Regions from separate parts of the Rattus norvegicus genome. Here region 1 is linked to region 2. Evidence: chromatin contacts called from public Hi-C data. All regions are on one chromosome and are shown on one strand. Each heading gives the region's core, a stretch centred on a gene start, on an enhancer-like site or on the middle of the called end of the contact. The rest is flanking DNA. Distances are from core to core; before and after follow the strand shown. Region 1 overlaps Slc43a2 (solute carrier family 43 member 2). Region 2 holds the start of Tlcd2 (TLC domain containing 2).

What was found. Hi-C and Micro-C count contacts between places; a contact is called where the count stands out from the background.
Region 1: a contact with region 2 is called in a Hi-C map of liver, with 4 times the contacts expected there. The contact joins the enhancer-like site here to the promoter of Tlcd2 in region 2. A contact is called at or near these places in 2 of 12 Hi-C or Micro-C datasets (kidney and liver).

What each region holds. Positions count from the first base shown.
Region 1 is chr10:60,909,515-60,914,154 of GRCr8, forward strand. Slc43a2 (solute carrier family 43 member 2) reads left to right here. Exons shown (of 14, transcript NM_001105812.1): 12 at 2,301-2,374; 13 at 3,510-3,633; 14 at 4,174-4,640. The coding sequence ends at 4,335. Among named protein-coding and RNA genes, the nearest start is that of Pitpna, 17 kb to the right of the region's middle. Within about 2 kb of position 2,732, at least 34 of the 93 cell types and tissues checked have an H3K27ac peak or open chromatin away from gene starts, as enhancers often do. A contact at or near this core is called in liver, where this site is marked.
Region 2 is chr10:60,806,534-60,811,028 of GRCr8, forward strand. Tlcd2 (TLC domain containing 2) reads left to right here and starts at 2,858. Exons shown (of 4, transcript NM_001398847.1): 1 at 2,858-3,154; 2 at 3,369-3,451; 3 at 3,653-3,735; 4 at 4,433-4,495. The coding sequence starts at 2,982.

The DNA of each region.
Region 1 (4,640 bases), core at 1,482-3,981, 100 kb after region 2:
CTCCACAGCCCAGGGCTTGAGAAGGACGGTGAGCTGTGAACACCAGGCTTCTTTCACAGGACTCTTCTCCAAGAAGGCTTTGTTCTTCTCTGTCCTCGGGCACCTTGCATGCCATGGGTACCACCATCGTCTGTTTCCTGGAACTGTATGGTCTTGCATTTCCTCAGACAGTTGAAATCTGATGTCTGTAGAGGTTTTGGCCAAGGCTGGGTGGGTGTGGTGGTGTACACTTGCAACCCCAGCACTCTCAATGGCGGAGACAGCAGTGTCCACATGACTGGGATCCTGGAGAGAACAGACAATGACTGGGCCCGGCTTGGTGTCAGGGTTCAAAGGTTTAATTCCTTTATACAAGATTTCTCTCGTCTTCTGAGACAGAGTTTCTCTGTAGCCCAGGCTGGCCTCAGACTTGATCCTTCTACCCTAGCCCTTCAAGTGCTAGGATTCCAAGAACGTACCTCCATGCTTTGCCCCGCACTAGATTTCTGAGTTTTCTAAAACCCAACTTGCTGAGTTTGTAAGCCAAGTAGACTTTGCACCTGCCCCCACCCTTTGGTCTGTGAAAACATTGTACAGTCTGTCTGGGCCCGGGTCCCAGATTTACAAGGTGAAGGAATGCACTTGATAGCATTGCTTCCAGTGGGCGTAGCCCAAGTGCATCATCGTCTCACACCAGCTCTGGAAACGAAGAGGCTCTTTGTTTACAAGGTGCCAGGTGTCGAGCTATGTTGAGCACACAGGTGTGGACACCCACAGGCACTATCACACGTACGTGCTGGTACTGTGTACAGACTGACTAGAGTAAGCCCTGGGAGACTTGCGTCACTTCCAGGTGGGGAGATCCTCTCACATCCTTATCTTGACCATCTTGTCTGATGGAGGGAGGATGTTCAGTGCACGGCAGTCACTGCTGCTCTTTGCTAACTTGGTTTTCATCGAAGGCTACTTCTGAAAAGGCAGCGGTGCATCTGAAGGAGACAGAGCCTGTGCAAACCCACATCTGCAGCGCCTTTCTCAGTGCTGCCACTGTCAGGAGTAGCCCTGGCCCTTCCACTACCCACACTCCTGGGAGCAGGACCTCCACATAGCACACGTGCATACGTGAAATATATTTCAAAGAGAAAAGCTTATCCCAGCACTCAGGAGGCAGAGGCAGGAGGATCTCTGTGATTTCAAGGCCACCATGGTCTGACTACACAGAAAAACCCTGTCCAAAAAAAAAAAAAAAAAAAAAAAAAAAGACCTTAAAATATCTTTTCCTGTGCATGTGGGCGTTTTACCTACATGTATAACTCTGTGTCCCAAATGTGGGACATTGTCTACCAAGGCCAGAAGAAGGCATCAGGCTCCCTGGTTGCAGACAGTAGTCAGCTGCCTTGCTGGTGTTGGGAACCTAATGAGATCCTCTGGAAGGCAAGCTGTGCTCTCAACTGCTGGGCCATCTCTCTAGCCTCAATTTACATTATTTTAAGGAGTTGGGGATTTAGCTCAGTGGTAGAGCGCTTGTCTAGCAAGCCCAAGGCCCTGGGCTCGGTCCCCAGCTCTGAAAAAAAAGAAAAGGAAGAACATTATTTTAATTATACAAATGAGGACCTAGAGAGATGATTCAGTGGATGCTCTTGTGCAAGGACCTGAGTTCAGTGCCCAGCACCCACACGGTGCTCAGAACGGTCTGTAATGACAGTTTCAAGGAATCTTCTGTATTCTGGCACAAGGTACACACATGGTGCGCTCATACACATAACTGAAATTGAAATATATGTATTTATACAGGCCTGTGGGTATCAGGCTGTGACTACCAAAATTTTTTTTTTAATGATGCAAAACATTTTTTTTTAAAGACTTTATTATAGATGGTTATGAGCCACCATGTGGTTGCTGGGATTTGAACTCAGGCCCTCTGGAAGAGCAGTCAGTGCTCTTAACCACTGAGCCATCTCTCCAGCCCGATGCAAAACATTTTATCAAGGGTCAGTCATGGTGGCACATAACTTTAATCCCAGCACTGTGGAGGCAGAGGCAAGCAGGTCTTTGTGAGTTCAAGGCCAGCCTTGTCTACATAGACAGTTCTAGGGCAGCCAGGGATATACAGTGAGATTTTGCCTCAAAAAACAAAAACAAAAAATAAACAAAGCAGAACAAAAGAAAACAAGAGAGCATTCTGTACTAGAGAGCTGGTAACATCCAGCTCCAGGTGCCTACCATTCCTATGCCCAAGTCTCCAGACCCAGAGGGCAAGGACAGAGGAGGTCCTGAGGGTCTGCTGCTCATGCTCTGCTCTCCCTCCTTCCCTCCCTCAGATCTTCTCCTTCGTCCTGCACACAATTGTGCGAGGATTCATCCACTCTGCCGTAGGGGGCCTATATGCTGCCGTGTAAGTCCTGGAAGCTCTGGGTGGTGTGGTGGCCCCAACCCGAGGGGACTGCAGGTAGCACTGAGACCCTGCCTATCCTGCCCCGCTGGCATGTGTCATGTTGTATCGGGACATGTACTAGGGTTTCTGCTGTCTGTGTCACAAAGGCCATCATCTACACCTGACAGCAGGTGAGTCAGTAGGCAGACAGTTGGGTGCCCACAAGCCTTGGCATTTCACACGAAGTGAAATGCTTCAGCTAGGGTCAGTGCCTTTGAGCCCCAGGCATTGCTATTCAGCCAAGTCCTGGCGCTGTCCCTGACTGCTCACTGGGACAGGGTTGGGTTCTGAATGCTTGAAGCTAAATACTAACGTGTAAATAGTCCTCTGCAGGGGCAGTGACATGAGTAATTGGTCCCAGAAAGTCCTGAGCTGTCCTCACCCAGGGCCTCAGAGGGCCATTCGCTGGCCATAACCTCCTTGGACCCCAGCTACAGTGAAACCGACATCTTTTCCAAAAAGCTACACAGTTATTCCCTCTTTTGCCCAGGGCTTGACCCAGAAATTTAAACCCTAGTTCCGTCATCCACTGTCTGTGATCATGAATACAGCTCCCTCATACCTCTGAGGCAGAGCCTGGTATTCCCCAAGACTAAGTCCAGAACTCCTTCCCTCTTTAAGCAGCAACCTACAGGGTCATTCCAGGTCCGCCTGTCCCTGCCTTGTCCCACACCCCCAGGCCTGGAGGAAGTTGTGGCTGCCCTGGCAGAGTATGAGGGAGTCGGGCAAGAGCTGTGATGCTGAGTTTCCGTGATTGTGCAACGCTGCTGGAGAGGGGTACAGCAGAGCCAGGCTCAGCCTCCAACCTGCTCCCGGGAATGTTTCCCAAGCCGCAGACTCTGCTGGCACCATGCTTCCCTCCCTGCTCGTCCCACACCCACAGGCTGAGGGCACATCTGAGTATGGGAGAGGCTTGCTCCAGAGTCTGGAGCCTCAGGGACCTGCACCCAGACATCCTGAGGCTGATCCCACCTCTCCCTACAGGCACCAGTGCCTCCAGGCAGCCCTGGTTACCAGCATACCTAAGCCAGGCCAGTGAGGGGCTTGGGAAGCCTGTGAATGGTGCTGGCTGTGATGGGTCTCATTACCCCAACAGGTACCCCTCCACACAGTTCGGTAGCCTCACAGGACTGCAGTCCCTGGTCAGTGCACTCTTTGCTCTCCTACAGCAGCCACTGTTTCTGGCCATGATGGGGCCTCTCGGAGGAGATCCTCTGTGGGTAAGAAGGGTCAGGGTGTCTCTCCATTTTGCTCCTGGGAAGTGGGGCCCAAGGACAACAGGTAGTGTGGGAATGTTGGACAGTACCCAGTCAGGGGTCCCTTGTGATGGTGGCCAGGAAGAAGGAGAAAAATGGCTTCTCTTTGAATCTGATTCTGGGGTGAATCCCAGGCTTTCCATCCAAAGACCAGCACTCTCATCCAGGTGTCAAGAATGGTCCCAGTCGGGGTTGGGGATTTAGCTCAGTGGTAGAGCACTTGCCTAGCAAGCGCAAGGCCCTGGGTTCGGTCCCCAGCTCCGGAAAAAAAAAAAAAAAAGAATGGTCCCAGTCCCAGCCCATTCCCTGGAGGCTGCTGAGTGGTACTTGGAGAACTGGGGGATTTAGATGCTGGAATGTGGATTGACAGCTGGGACCTCCTGAAACCTCCTCTTTAGTTTTCAGTCTTTTCTCTGCCCTCCCTTCCCCAATCCTTCATGTGCGGGAGGGTGCTGCCTTGTGTGAATGGAGCTCCTTCTGACAGCCCACTCCCCACCATCCCAGGTGAACGTGGGTCTGCTTGTCGTGAGCATGCTGGGTTTCTGCCTGCCACTTTACCTGATTTGCTACCGGCGCCAGCTGGAGAGGCAGCTTCAGCAGAGGAGGGAAGACAGCAAGCTGTTCCTTAAGATCAATGGCTCATCCAACCGGGAGGCCTTCGTGTAGTGGGCACCCGCGCCCACCGCCTCAGAGTTGTGGCCTCCTGCCTGTGCTTCAGTGACTGACTGCAGTCATCTCCCTGCCCCAGAGGATCCCGTGTGCTCCCTGGATCCTGCCCTTCACCACACTGGAGCCCATACTTCTTCAAAAAGCCCTGCCCCTGCCGTGGAGTGCTGGTGTGGAGGGACAGGAGAAGGCCTGGGACAAATGAACCTCCCACTGCCAGAAGCTGGGCTGCCCTGGCCTGGCTGTCACCCCAGGGGCTCTGGAGTCTTGGGTCTCCATGGAGCCAAGGGGACTTCTCCAGCAAG
Region 2 (4,495 bases), core at 1,608-4,107:
TGGCAGGAGGAGGAGTTCTAGCCATTTATGAGAAACTGAAAGTCCTAGGGGATACTAGATTATCTAATCCAGCCCCACCACTGCAGTCTAAGATGAGGGATAGAATGAGTAAGGGACTGTAGCAGATGGGGTGGGGAGGCTGAGTCTGCTCACACACTGCAACAAAGATTGCCCTGTCCCTCGACCTCGCTTTCTTTCCTCCTCACTTCACTGGCCACAGTGTGTCCCTCCAGCACGGGGTGCATGGCTCTGCTGTCTGTCTTCATCCAACATGGAACCTCAGAGGTGAGGAAGGTCAGCCTGCAAACAACAGAGGCAGGCAGAAGTCCAGTGGAGGATGGGGCCTGCAGCCACAAGGGCCTACCTGGACCTTGGTCAGAGGGCCACATAGAAGCCTGGGGAACACCAGGAAAGAGAACAGCCAGCCCGCCTCAGTGAAAGACACACTTCCAGCTATCTCCTCTCTAGACCTACCTCCCTGGGAGATGAAGGGCCTCAAGGAAATATGGTCTCATCTCTTCTCTACCCTGCAGTTTCTATATAAGCAGCCTCAAGGAGCTCGAGCCATCTCTGAAAGGAAATGCACAGCAAATTCAAAAGGAGATTCAAATGTATAACATTATGGAAAAACACTCATGTCTGGGGCTGTAGCTCAATTGGTAGAAGGTTTGCTTAGCATGCACCAAGCCCTGGTTCTGTCTTCTGCATTGCATAAAACTGGACATGATGGCCCAGGCCTGCAATCCCGGCACTCTGGAGGTGGTGGCAAAGGAGCCTACATTCAAGGTCATCCTCTGCTACACCCTGAGTTCTGAGCCAGCCTGGACTAATGAGACTGTCTCAAAAAAAAAAAAAAAGCATTGGTTAGTAATTCAAAGAAGGCAGATGTGGCTGAAATCATTTCCCCTGATCATAATACAACAAGTAAATGAAAGTCAAAAGAAGAGTCTTATGCTTTGTGTGCGGCAGTGTCAACCACTGTAAGAGATGCCTTTTGACCTAGTAACTTTCTGTTAGAAATGTGTCATAAAATATGGATTTGGTTATAAAATGTTCATCTCAGGGTTGTAGTACAGAAAAAGCGAAAGCAACTGTTTGGAAATCCATTCCTTTTCTGCTGTGTGAAAATTTATAGCTGGTAATAGCTTAAGTAAATTATATTCATCTGACAGTGGAGTACTGCATAGCCATCCAAAGTCTTGTAGAAGAAAAATTGAATGGAAATATTAAATATTAACTACTGAAAAGATGATAAAAAGTATGAGCTTGTGACTGATACTGTTTTTAAAATGAGTGCATACTTGTAATACATTGGATTAAAAAAACCACTGAAAGTAGATTTAAAATGTTAAGAGTGTTTTTGTATGGTGGGATAGTACAATTGTGAACTTTCCCCTTATTTTTTCTGTCTTAGTTTTTAATATTAATTGTATATTGCTTTCATATGTTAAATAAAATACAAAGATGAATGTTTTAAATTTCTACCTTTTTATGTGTATGAGTGTTTTAGCTGTGGGTGGTGGGAATCCAACATAGACCTCTGCAAGAGCAGCCAGCGCTAATGTCTGAACCATTTCTTCACCCTCTCTATGTCATTTTTTAAAAATATTTTTATTTTGGGTTGGGGATTTAGCTTAGTGGTAGAGCACTTGCACAGCAAGCACAAGGCCCTGGGTTCGGTCCCCAGCTCCGAAAAAATAAAAAGAAAAAATATTTTTATTTCATATTATGTGTCTGTGGGGGTATGGGTGTGGGTACCTGCAGGGCCCGGAAAAGGGCATCAAATTCCCTAGAGCTGGAGCCACATGCTGTTTGGACCTTCTGATATGAATGCTGGGAATTGAACTCAGGTCCTCTAGAAGAGCAGCATATGCTCCTAGCCACTAAAGCCATCTCTCCCTCCAGTCCTCAGTGGAATTTTGCCTTTGGATAATTTGCTGTAGGAGGGTGGGCTGCACCAAGGGTCGGGTAAAAATGTTTGCCTGGGGTGCCTATTGCTTCTTGAGTGTGTGTGTGTGTGTGTGTGTGTGTGTGTGTGGTGTGCATTGACTGGGAGCTGGGAATCATATCCAGGGCCTTTTCAAGCAAGGTGGGTGCTCTACCACACTAAAGTCAATTCTATGAACTTCATTAATTGTCTGATTCCACCTACTCTCTACACACACAGGAAGCCATTCCTCTGACTTTCTGGCTGTCAGCCAGCTAAGGAGGTGTGGCTTAGATTAAGAAAGGAAATGCTCAAAACCTGTCACTCTTTGAGGGATTTGCTGTTGGAAAGGATGTTCCTCTTAAGGGGGGTCGGGGGGGGTTGTGGAGGGTGGAGGTGGGACTCAAGAAGGGATTCCCCAATAGACTGCTCCAAAACGAGGGCTGCTCTGTTCGGGGAGTACCATGTAAGGTAGCTCTGCCTGACTGGCATGCTCTCAGGTAAAGGTGAGGTGGTGCAAGATTTGGGCCCCTAGGGGTTGGCTCTGTTGGCCCTGTACCTTCTGGTCTGTGGGTAAGGATGACCAGTAGGTGAGAGATGAGGGAACAAGAACAGAAGGTGAAAGTTAGTGGGGCGGAGCCCCAGCCTTATCAGGTGGGGGTAGACTAGGCGTCTTTCTGGAACTCCAAGGGGTTTGGAGACTAGTGGCGTTGGAGAAGACCTCTAGTGCTGTTTTGGAAGGGCTCTGAACTCGGTGGCCGAACTTGATGCCAGGAAGCCCCCAAACTGCTATCTCCAGGCAGGGGCGGGACGCCATCCGTTCCGTGGCTCCACAGGCGGTGGCCCCACAGCTGCGCCAATCACTGTTCAGCCAAGGAATGGGGGCGTGGACAAGCCGGGAAAGTTACAACACGCTAGATAATGCAGGCCAAGAAGCCCCCGGCACAGCCAGGTGGAAAAGACAGATCCCAACTCCTCCGGGGCCATTCGAGGTTCCGGGCATCGGGTACCAGGATCAAAGACACAGACTGAAACCTAGCTGACCTGCCAGACCATGGCATCCGGGGGACTCCTTGTGGCTGGCGCCTCCTTCGCGGCGTTTCAGGGACTGCACTGGGGGCTGCAGCTGATGCCCACCCCGGAATCCGTTCGGGACCGCTGGATGTGGCGGAACATTTTCGTTTCGCTGATGCACAGCCTACTCTCTGGAACAGGGGCACTGGTCGGGTGCGGAACTTGGGGACTGACAAAACACTGAGGGGTGGGGGTGGAGAAGAGGGCCTGAAAGACTGAGGTTGGAACCCTGGATGGGTACCTTTTGGAGTGAATGAGAGGTCTTCAAAGTCTGAAACTGGTTTGAGTTGTAGATGGGTGGGAGTATCTAGTGGGAGAATGGATCTAGGTCTTGGAGAAATTGACCTTAGCTCCTCATCTTATCCAGGCTGTGGCTGTTTCCTCAGATGGTCACCGACCCGATTTATGATCACCCATCGTGGGCACGGGTCCTAGTAGCAGTGTCAGTGGGTGAGTGTACAGAAAAGGCTGAATCAGGAAAGACCTTGTTGGAACAGGAATTCTAGATCCCTCCCCCTCTTTGGAATGGAGCAGATGGTGCTGGAGGTTTGCTGTAATTAAGGACCTGAGAAAAGTGGGACTTGAGACATTTCTCTAGGCTGGGCATCAGCTCCGAGTGAGGTGCCTCATAGTCCTCTCTGGTGGCCGCAGGTTATTTCGTGGCAGACGGAGTTGACATGCTGTGGAATCAGACGTTGGCCCAGGCCTGGGACCTTCTCTGCCACCACCTAGTGGTAAGACTCTGAAGGGAGAGTCTAGACAGAAAGGGAGCGTGCCAAACTCAAGGGCCCAACCTCTCTCTTCAGTGTCCTGTCCTCTGACTTTCCCACAAAGCCCCCTGAAAATCTATTTTCCTTGTCTTGGACTGAATCGGAGAGAGGTTTTGACTGCTAGCCCCTCCTGGGCACTGCCCAAGGAGTTTGGATCTCCCACAAACCTCCAGCTAACCATGAAATCGCCAAATTCAGTTTAGGATGTGGGAATGAGGCAGAAAAGGCCAGAAATGAAAGGTAGGGTGTGCTATGCAAATAGTGTGGCTTTGGGGTGAGAGAGTCTCTGGTCCAGGGCCACTCATGCCACTAGATACGGGTCAGCAGAAAGGTCAGGATTGGAGGGAGTCCTAAAAAATGCTTGGGTAGGGGTTGGGGATTTGGCTCAGTGGAGAGCGCTTGCCTAGCAAGTGCAAGGCCCTGGGTTCGGTCCCCAGCTCCGAAAAAAAAAAAAAAAAAAAAGAAAAGAAAAGAAAAGAAAAAAATGCTTGGGTAATATAAAGTGAATAAATAAAAATACATAAATAGATACTTTTTAAAAGCTACTAGCACGAAGGATGAGACGGAAAGTGGGGGGAAATGCTTGGCTGTCCCCAGTAAGGATCAGGATACTGGGGGTTCAGGTCATGCAAAGTCCTCTGACTTGGAATCTTGCTTGCAGGTAGTGAGCTGCCTCAGCACCGCCGTTGTGTCTGGCCACTTTGTGGGCTTCTCTATGGTATCT